Linked DNA regions of Arachis hypogaea: region 2 is linked to region 1. A link is a contact called in public Hi-C data. All regions are on one chromosome and are shown on one strand. The core of a region is the stretch at or near the end of the contact, and the rest is flanking DNA. Distances in the headings are between cores, read along the strand shown. Region 1 holds the start of LOC112762995 (probable O-methyltransferase 3). Region 2 has its middle 48 kb from the start of LOC112766856.

Region 1 (4,454 bases), core at 453-2,952:
CTGTATTTAATATTGTTTTGATGCTTATAACACAAAGAAAAAAACGTGATATTAAAAATGTTATATGTACATATAAAAAGAAATTAAATCAGCACTCATAAAATTAAAATACATATTTGATATTAATGAAAAAAATTTATTATGTTATTATTTAAAAAAATTGCTTATTTTGTTATGACATATTTGATTATTTAACAATGTTAGATTTGATTATTCTAGTGTCTCATAATAAAAAATATATATATAAAAGAACATATAATATAATATAATAATATACATATATTATAATTAATTTAGTAGCTGATTTTTTTATATTTGTGGAGTATTTTGAAATAACCACTAAAAAAATCATTTGACAATATTATACTAACCTTTAAAATTCTTAGTTATATATATGATATTAGGATCTATAATTTTTATTAATATTAATCAATATTTTGGACTAATATTTTATTTTTATATTATTAAAATTTAAAATTCTGAATTTAAAATTTAATATAAAAATATCTTTTGTTGGCCAAGTGTTAGTCGAAATTTTATTAGTCATGTAATATTTTTATATGAGAAGTGCTAGGGGCTAGCACTTTTGTTAAATTATAGCCATCACTTAACCATCAAAAGGAAATTGAATGATTCTACACTATTAGATACAATCTCACCCCATTAAAAATATCATTGATGGCTAATTAATGGCTAAAAACCATAAAATCAGTTGGTCCTCTAGACTTTATCCTATTTGTATATTATTGGTGGTGAGGAAAAAAGATTCTTTTTTTCTTGTAATATAAATACGATTATGTAACCTACATTATTTATATAGAGCTCATAAAATAAAGAGCAACATGCATTTAATATAGTTTTTTTACCTTCATCAAAACAGCATCCGCAGGAGGAATGGCCTCAAACATGTTCCCTCCAACATATTTAAGGTTGTCACTTCCTTCCAAGTCAGCAACAACATGTGGCTGATCAAGCACAGTGCACTCCAACTGTGGGAATGATTTGGCAATGGCCTTTGCAAGAGTTCCATTGCCTCCACCAACATCAACCAATGATTCCAATCCCTCAAACACACCTTTGCACTTCTCAATCACCATTTCGCTAATGAATCTAGCATCACTTGCCATGGCATCATTGATCAAATGATTGAGCCTAGGTTCACGGCCACCATACTCCCATACCATTATCCCATGCTCTGTTTCAAACGGCGTAGGATCTTCATTTTTGTACCATGTTGACAACTTGTTCCATGGATTTGTCAAAATTGGATCAAGCGAGTTAACAAAGAAAGTCCTTATACTTAAGGGGTGTTCCTTAAGTAACAACATAGACGAATCAGTTAGAACATACCCAATTTCGATCTCATTATTGTTATCGGCCACATTTGTCGTTGCGAAGAAGTCGGAATGTGTCAAGATTCTTATCAAGCGATGGATGAAGGTGGTTTTTGAAGGGTGAATTTGCAATGAAGCAATGAGTTGTGAGAGTGACATGGGTTTTCCATGTTTGTGTATGGTTTCAAATATGTCTAAGTCAACGGCACATTTAAGGGAAACAGTGTTCACAAAACTATACATATGATTCCATATGTGGCATTGAGCTTTAAGCATATTGTTAGCTTGCTCTCCACTTTGGAATCCCCAACTCTTTTGGCTTTCAGCTATGTTATCTTGTGGTATGGAATATGGATACACTCTAGTTACATTAAGGGTCCTTTATTTATAAGCATTCCAAATTATGATAATTCCACCACTACAACTACAGCATTATTTGGTTGGTGAAAACCATACGTATTAGTTTGAACCTGAAAGCATATAATTATTAGATTAATGTAGAAATTTTTGAATAAGTGGAAGAGTAGAGTTTGGACTTATTGACGGGTTAGATATATAATGAAGAATAGAAGCAATTAGTATTTTTTATAGTACCTACTTGACTATCTGCTTTTAAAGATACAAAGTTCAATTTGAGTTCCAAAAATGCATGTTATGAAACTATTTATATGTTAATTGTATTGCAAATATAAAAAAAAATTAACAAAAGCTTTCGCTCAGTACATTTTACAAAGTGGCTTTCACTTAAGGAAAGAACCTGTACTTATCATATCCGTTGCTTTTTAATCCTTCATGCTTATTGTATATAATAAAGGAAAAGTATAGATAGACAATGAAAATATTAAACAATGTGAACAATAGATATATTGGATGTTTAATTTACTAGGTGTGCGGATGGTTATTCTAATATTAAGATTTAGGTGAGTAATTTGAAGATGTAGTGTATTTTACTTAAATTGAGCCCATTTTAAGGCCCGTTATTCATGTTGTTCAAAAAAATCATTGGTTACCTGGCATAACCCTATAATAAAATGTACTCATCAACAAAAGCATTTCTAACTTTAACTATTTTAATTTGTATAAAAAATTAATGACAATACTTTATCAATATCTTCTATAAACAGATATACATGATAGATTATGATGGATTATTGTAATATAACAGTAACAACACCACTCCAAATTAAAACTAACAACACAATCAAATATATGAAGAATTAATTAAAGAGTAGATAGAGAATAAGAAAATGTATATAACAGCAAAAAAAAAAAATATAAACAACAATTCTCCCCATTCAAGTTAGGGAAAAAACTCTACTCAATTATCAAATCAATTACTATCTCTCACTTACTCTACTCCTCTTTATTCATACCTCTCATTTTATTACGTAACTAATTATGACAATTATTTTTCTGTTGCGCACTCTTCTCATACATGGTAGTCCCTTATTTATGTTGGAGCTTTTTTCACTCTTTTGTTTTAGATCTCATTTTGATTACTTGGCCCAATCCCTTCCTCAATCTTGGGTTCTTGGTTTGGGCCTCTATGAGATGGGCCATTAATCGTATCAACCACTCTCCTGTCAATAACGACATTGTTCTCAAGGTCTACTTCTAGATATAACTTGATTAACTCTGACCAACTGATCTAAGTGGATTGCTCCCACGGTGCACCTTGCCATTCCACCAAAACTTGTATTCTATATGGCTCTTCTTCCTATGGCAGTACTCAACTATCAATAATTGCTGTTGGATTGGGGTCAAAAGGGAGAGTCATAGGCAGATTGTTTGCTCCAACAGTGGCTGTAGAGTCACCCTTATATTTCTTCAACATTGAAATGTGGAACACCAAATAAATAGCACTTTCAATCGGAAGTTCCAACTTATAAGCGACTTTCGCTATCCGTTGAAAGATCTTGAAGGGCCCATAATACCTCTTTCTTAATTTCAAATTGCCTTGCATCACCACTGAGCCTTGCGGTAAGGTTTCAATTTTAGCAAAATCCAATCACCAACCGTAAATGACTTTTCACGCCTCTGCTGGTTAGATCGTTTCTTCATACGTTCTTGAGCCCTTTTCAGTTGGTAGTGTAGCTCTAGATCCAGAGCTTCTTTTACCCAAAGCATGTCATCTACATCCTGCACTAGGGAAGAGCAACTGACATACTCTGAAATATTAAGGATGACAAACCCATATCATACCTCATAAGGTGATATTTTAATGGTAGAATAAAATGAAGTATTATGATAGTATTCAGCCCACATGAGATAAGACGACCACTTCTCTACATGAGTATGAGTGAAGACACATATCCACTGTCTAAGGCTCGATTAATGACTTCAATTTGCCCATTCCGTTTCGAAGGTGATAAGATGTGCTATACAATAATTTAGTACCACGGCTTTCAAATAACAGCTTCTAGAATTGACTGAGGAAGAGGGGATCACGATCAAACACAATTTAAGCGGGAAAGCCATGGTACCTAACTACATTGTTGAGGAACTTTTGTGCTACCACCTTGGCTGTAAACCCATTTTTCAGCAGAGCAACTCGAGCAATCTTACTGAAGCAATTTACCATTACCATAATAACTGTAAAGCCACCAGATTTCGGTAGCTCAGTGATAAAATTCATACTAATTCCCTCCCAAGCTTATTTGGAACCAGCAGTGGCTGTAATAGACCTTAAGGACGTGCTGGAAAATATTTTGTGCTCTGGCACTCATCGAAATGGTCAATAAATCTGATGATATCCTTGTGCATACTTGGCCAAAAAATGTCTTGCTCAAACCTTTATAACTCTAAAACACCTCCATGGCCTACTGTGATGACTGAATGGAATTGGTGTAGTAAAATCTCTCTCAAATCAGCAAAATTGGACACCCAAATTTTATCCCGATATATAATAGCAACCCATCTTTGAAACTATAATCAGAAGTAAACTCTCCAATTTGGGCTTTGTCTCTGAATTGTTGCATTTCTACTGCTTCTTGAATAGCTTCCAATAGGGTAGGAATGAAAGCAAATTTAACTGTGGTGAAGGCTTGGAATTGAGTTATTGTGATCTCTTTTCTTGCCGTGACAGCTCATCGGCAACTTGATTGAATTTTTCCAAGCAAA
Region 2 (4,786 bases), core at 884-3,383, 150 kb before region 1:
ATATCATCTGAGCACTTCATAGGATTCGGTTGTTTTCTGTCAATAGCCATCCATATAGCCTGTAATTTATTCTAGAATTCCTCTAGGGTATCCTGTCCCTATTTTTGTGTGTTTGCTTTTCGGTGTAAATCGTAGATTTATACTGGGTCTGTGCTGCTCCCATAGGTTGTAGCCAATCCCTCCCATAAAGCCTTTGCGGTTGGGAATTGGGAGACATTGTTCATCAAACTCGTCTCAATATTTTGAATTATCCAGGTAAAGACAGCTTGATCTACTTGTTCCCATTTTTCATATTTTGGTTCTCTCTCTTCTGGTACAGGGGGAATACCTGTTAGATGGCTTTTCTTTCCTCTGTCACCGACAACTTTCTTCATAAGTGTTGCCCACAATGGATAATTGTCTCCATTTAATTTAAAACCAATTGACAAATTGTCAGGATTGGCTTGTGTTTGCTGAATTTCTAGGCCATTACGAAGCATATTTGTAATTTGCAAAGTTAGCTCATCAGTAATGATTGAGTAGTTACTCTGGTTTTGGTTTTAGTTCATGTTGTTGCTAATTTTATCTCCTGAAGATGACATTTTTTTTGGATTTTTTTTGGGTGTTTAGGGCATTGGAACAATGATGTTGGTTTCTGGGTTCCCAGGATCTAACACCGCTCTGATACCATCTTGAGATGGTATCGAGGGTTAGGAAATGTTAGACACAAGCAAAGGTAACAGAGAGAGAAGCAGGAAAAGGTTTTCAATGTATTTTCTTCTATATTCTTTGTTTACAATCATTCTCTTAATATAGAATTCTAGAAAACTAAATACAGAAAGTATTCTAAATAAATATAATTAATTTTCCTTGATTATCTCTGATATTCTGTGATTTGTTACTCTAATTATAATATTCTATCAAATATTCTAACAGTTGTTTTCCACTTGCCCGTGGCTTAGTTTCTAAGCATGATTGAAGTGTATTTCATTAATGATAATGCGACAAGAGGCTGGGACTTGGTTAGGGGTATTTTTTGGATTTTGTAGAATTGTGTCGATTTTGGGTCAGGACACTTGATTTTGTTTGATCTTCTAGTGAGGCAACATTTTTTTGGACGACAGTGAGGCCCCATTTATGAATGCTATTGCATATACATGGAATATTTTTTTGGACTATGAGGCATATAGGGATTGGTCTTTAAATTTTTGTTATGTATTAAAAGATGAATTGAGCTAGGTAAACCGAAAATAAAGAGTCCTTCTCTGTGTAATGGTGATGTTAAATACAAAAAACATAAAGACAAAAAAATATAAAGAAACATATTCTAAGATAACTTGTAGGTAGGATTACAGTATTTTAATACAGTATTTTGGTGGTATTAGTATTAAAAATTTAGAGTTTACTGTTTATGAATTACAGTTTAATGTAGGATTTATAGAGTTTGTTGTTTATATAATTTATGGTGTTAGGATATACATATTATTATTTAGGGAGTTTGACGTATTTGGGGTTTAGCATTTAAGGATTAGAGTATATGGTTTAGGATTGTTTGACAATGGATTAGGGTTAACTATATAAGATAGGGTATGAGTCGATTATTTAGGGTTAATAATTTATTATTTAGGATTTAGAGTTTGTTATATATATTTTATAATTTATGGCTTATGATTTTAGTATTTAAATTTTATGGTTGAACTTTTGGGATTTAGGATTATGGTTATGACAAGAGTTAGGATTTAAGATTTAGGTTTAAGAATGAAGGTCTAAGATTTAGAATTAAGGATTTAGAATTTTGGTTGTGGTGGTTAGTATCGAGGGTAAATGGTGTGGGTTTAGGATTTTGGACGTAGGGTTTAAAGTTAACGAGTATATGCTATGGGGCTTATTTTGTTCAGATTGAGCAGTTTTGTTGAATCTTTTATATTTAGTTTGTTTCTTCTTTTTCTTATTTATTTTGGGCTTGCTTGACGACATTGATTGCTTATGGGAGTCCATGTCCGTATGGTTCAGCATATTTTCTGAATAAGGACTTTTCAAAAGTTTATTTCTGGAGTATTGGGAGATTTCTGATTTGGTAGTTCTTTGTTTTTGTGGGCCTCCATGAACAATATATGGATTTCCTTGATGCGTATCCATGTACAAGACTCATCTCCGAAAAGAGATTCGGGCTTTGTTCAGATTTGTGGCTTTCTTTTTTATATATATATTTGGGCTAGTATAAGGTATTTGTTTTGTGTGCGGTTTTTTTATAGTCATGATGTAGTATAATTCAAGACTATGGACTCTCTATGACCAAAAAAAGAGGACTATGGACTCTCGTAAAATACATTTTTGGGCGGAGGGCTTTCGGTTTTTGGTATTTGTCGTTTCCTTTTTCTTAATTAATATCTTCAGCCTCCATAAAGATTATGTAGGGCCAAGGGGTTTCTGCGTCTGACTTTCTATACTGTTTATTCATGATTTTGTGGCATTGTGTTGTTTCCTATTTTGTTTCTCCCTTTTTCACCTGCGCTTGCATAAAACTATAGGAAAATTATTAGGTGTTCCAAGTACTTTTATGGAACATAATTGTTCCAATAAACAAAAGGTTCCCATATTAATTTTGTCGTTTAGCAATTTTTTAAAAGACTCTAAAATCCTCTAAATTAGACATTAAATGACATAAATGGGCAGCTATAAGAGGTTTGCTGTCCCTTGGATTGTTGGCTTTCAATAACTGGCTTAATTGTTTGTAAAAGTTATCAATAATTTTTTTATAAATAATAACTATAATTTTTTAAGACAATAAATAAATAAATTTCAACCTAGTAATGATTTAAAAAATATAAATTCTAATATTTAAAACATTTGTATCTATTTATGAGTATCATTTATTATCAATAATTTTAAAATTGAAATCCGCTATAATATATCACTAATCAATTAAATTTCATACTTATCATCTCAATTGAATTAAAATATGATAGTTATAATTAATATTTAATTAAAATAGCTATAATAACAACTTTTAATTATAAATATTCAGAATATATAACGTTAGATTTACTTAAACATATTCAATAACACTTTTATCATCAATATTACTCTATTTTATATCTTCGGGATCAAATAAATTATTTAAAATATCTCTAAGTATGTTTAGTTTTAAGACAACAACAAATACTTATTTGGTATACATTCTAATATATTATGATTAATAATTTTTGGGTAAAAAACTCAAATAAACTAAGCTGAGAAGTTTATTACCCAAATCAGCCAAAACAAAAATTTTTTCAGCAATCTACCAATGACCATTTAAATATAATTCGAATCATATTGATTCGAACTACAAATGCATGTAATTCGAAACAACTTGTTTCGAATTACGTTTGAATGGATATGCATGTAATTCGAATCAAGTAGATTCGAATTAGAGAAGGGTAAATCGAATTGACTCGATTCGAATTAGTAGGCTCACATGACTTTATGGAGTTCGAATCATATTGATTCGAATTATTCAATGTTGGTGACACTAGGTTGTTCGAATTAAGTTGATTCGAATTACTAGTGAGTTGCCTATATAATGCTACGTTAGTTGGATATATATCAATTTTTTTTTTTCACATTCTTACTTGGATAGTTGGATATATATCTTATAGTTGATACAAAAGATATTTACTGTATAATTTTATTTTTCTAAAAATATTATATATATATATATATATATATTTTGATGATTACACAATTTTAGAAATATTTAAAAAGTATTATTAAAATTAAAATTATATTTTTTATTATTTGACAATAAAATTAAAAATTAAAAATTAAAAATTAGGGATTAAGTGTGTGTTTGGATTTCAGTTTGCAAAAGTGAGTTTGCATAAAATTGATTTTACAAAATTGATTTTAATGAAAAGTAAGTTTGAGTTAATGTGATTTATATTTGGCAATATTTGTATCAAAATTGATTATAGCAAAATAAATGTTGTTTGGATTATACTACTCAAAATCACTTTTAGATGAAAAATTACTAAAAGAGACATCAATTTAAATTATTTTTTTATATACATACAAAAACAGAACCTAACAAAAATAATATAAAAAATATTTATTATATAAATAAATAAATATAATAAAAAAATATAAAAGAGAGTACTATAAATTTTATAATGTTAAAGAAAAAAATATTCTATAATTTTTCTAATATTACCCGTACTCTTTAATTTAGTATTATTTTGGACTATAAATTTTTATTATTTATGACTCTATTATTACTTATAATTAATTTTTTATTTATTTTGTCCTTTTTTATAGATCATAGTTTATATTATACAAAATTTTGATAATAAACGTAGTATGTAATAATTACAATTACAAATTTTACAAAGTCAAAATATAAAATAAAAAAATTAATATAAAACAAAGATAGAGTACATCAAAGAATAGAAAAAAATCATACAGATAAAAAATAATAAAAATTTCATAAAACCAACAACATATATCATATGAACAAAAAAATACAATAAAAACTAAATAAAATTCATATGAATAAAATGAATAAAAAAAAATTTTATACATAACATAAATACAATGTAGTAAAAGATAGAAAAAAAGAATTTATATGAACAAAAAATAATTAAAATATTATAAAAAATTAATAAAAATACCTGAAAAATTATAGCACTACAAAAAATAAAAAAAAAATCAACAATATTTGTCATATGAATAAAAAAAATACAATAAAATAAAAAAAAATTATATAAACAAAGTCAAACAAAAATAAAAAAAATCATAAAAAATATATATATATAAAATAGTATAGGAA

The links. A called contact is a pair of places that touch in the nucleus more often than the background predicts.
Region 2: a Hi-C map of leaf shows a contact between it and region 1, with 1.9 times the contacts expected there. The contact joins the enhancer-like site here to the promoter of LOC112762995 in region 1. A contact is called at or near these places in 2 of 8 Hi-C or Micro-C datasets (both in leaf).

Annotation. Positions count from the first base shown.
Region 1 is chr17:22,453,735-22,458,188 of arahy.Tifrunner.gnm2.J5K5, reverse strand. It overlaps LOC112762995 (probable O-methyltransferase 3), which reads right to left and starts at 1,702. Exons shown (of 2, transcript XM_025808780.2): 1 at 867-1,702. The coding sequence starts at 1,610.
Region 2 is chr17:22,605,013-22,609,798 of arahy.Tifrunner.gnm2.J5K5, reverse strand. No RefSeq gene overlaps it. Among protein-coding and RNA genes, the nearest start is that of LOC112766856, 48 kb to the left of the region's middle. Within about 2 kb of position 2,133, at least 3 of the 3 cell types and tissues checked have open chromatin away from gene starts, as enhancers often do.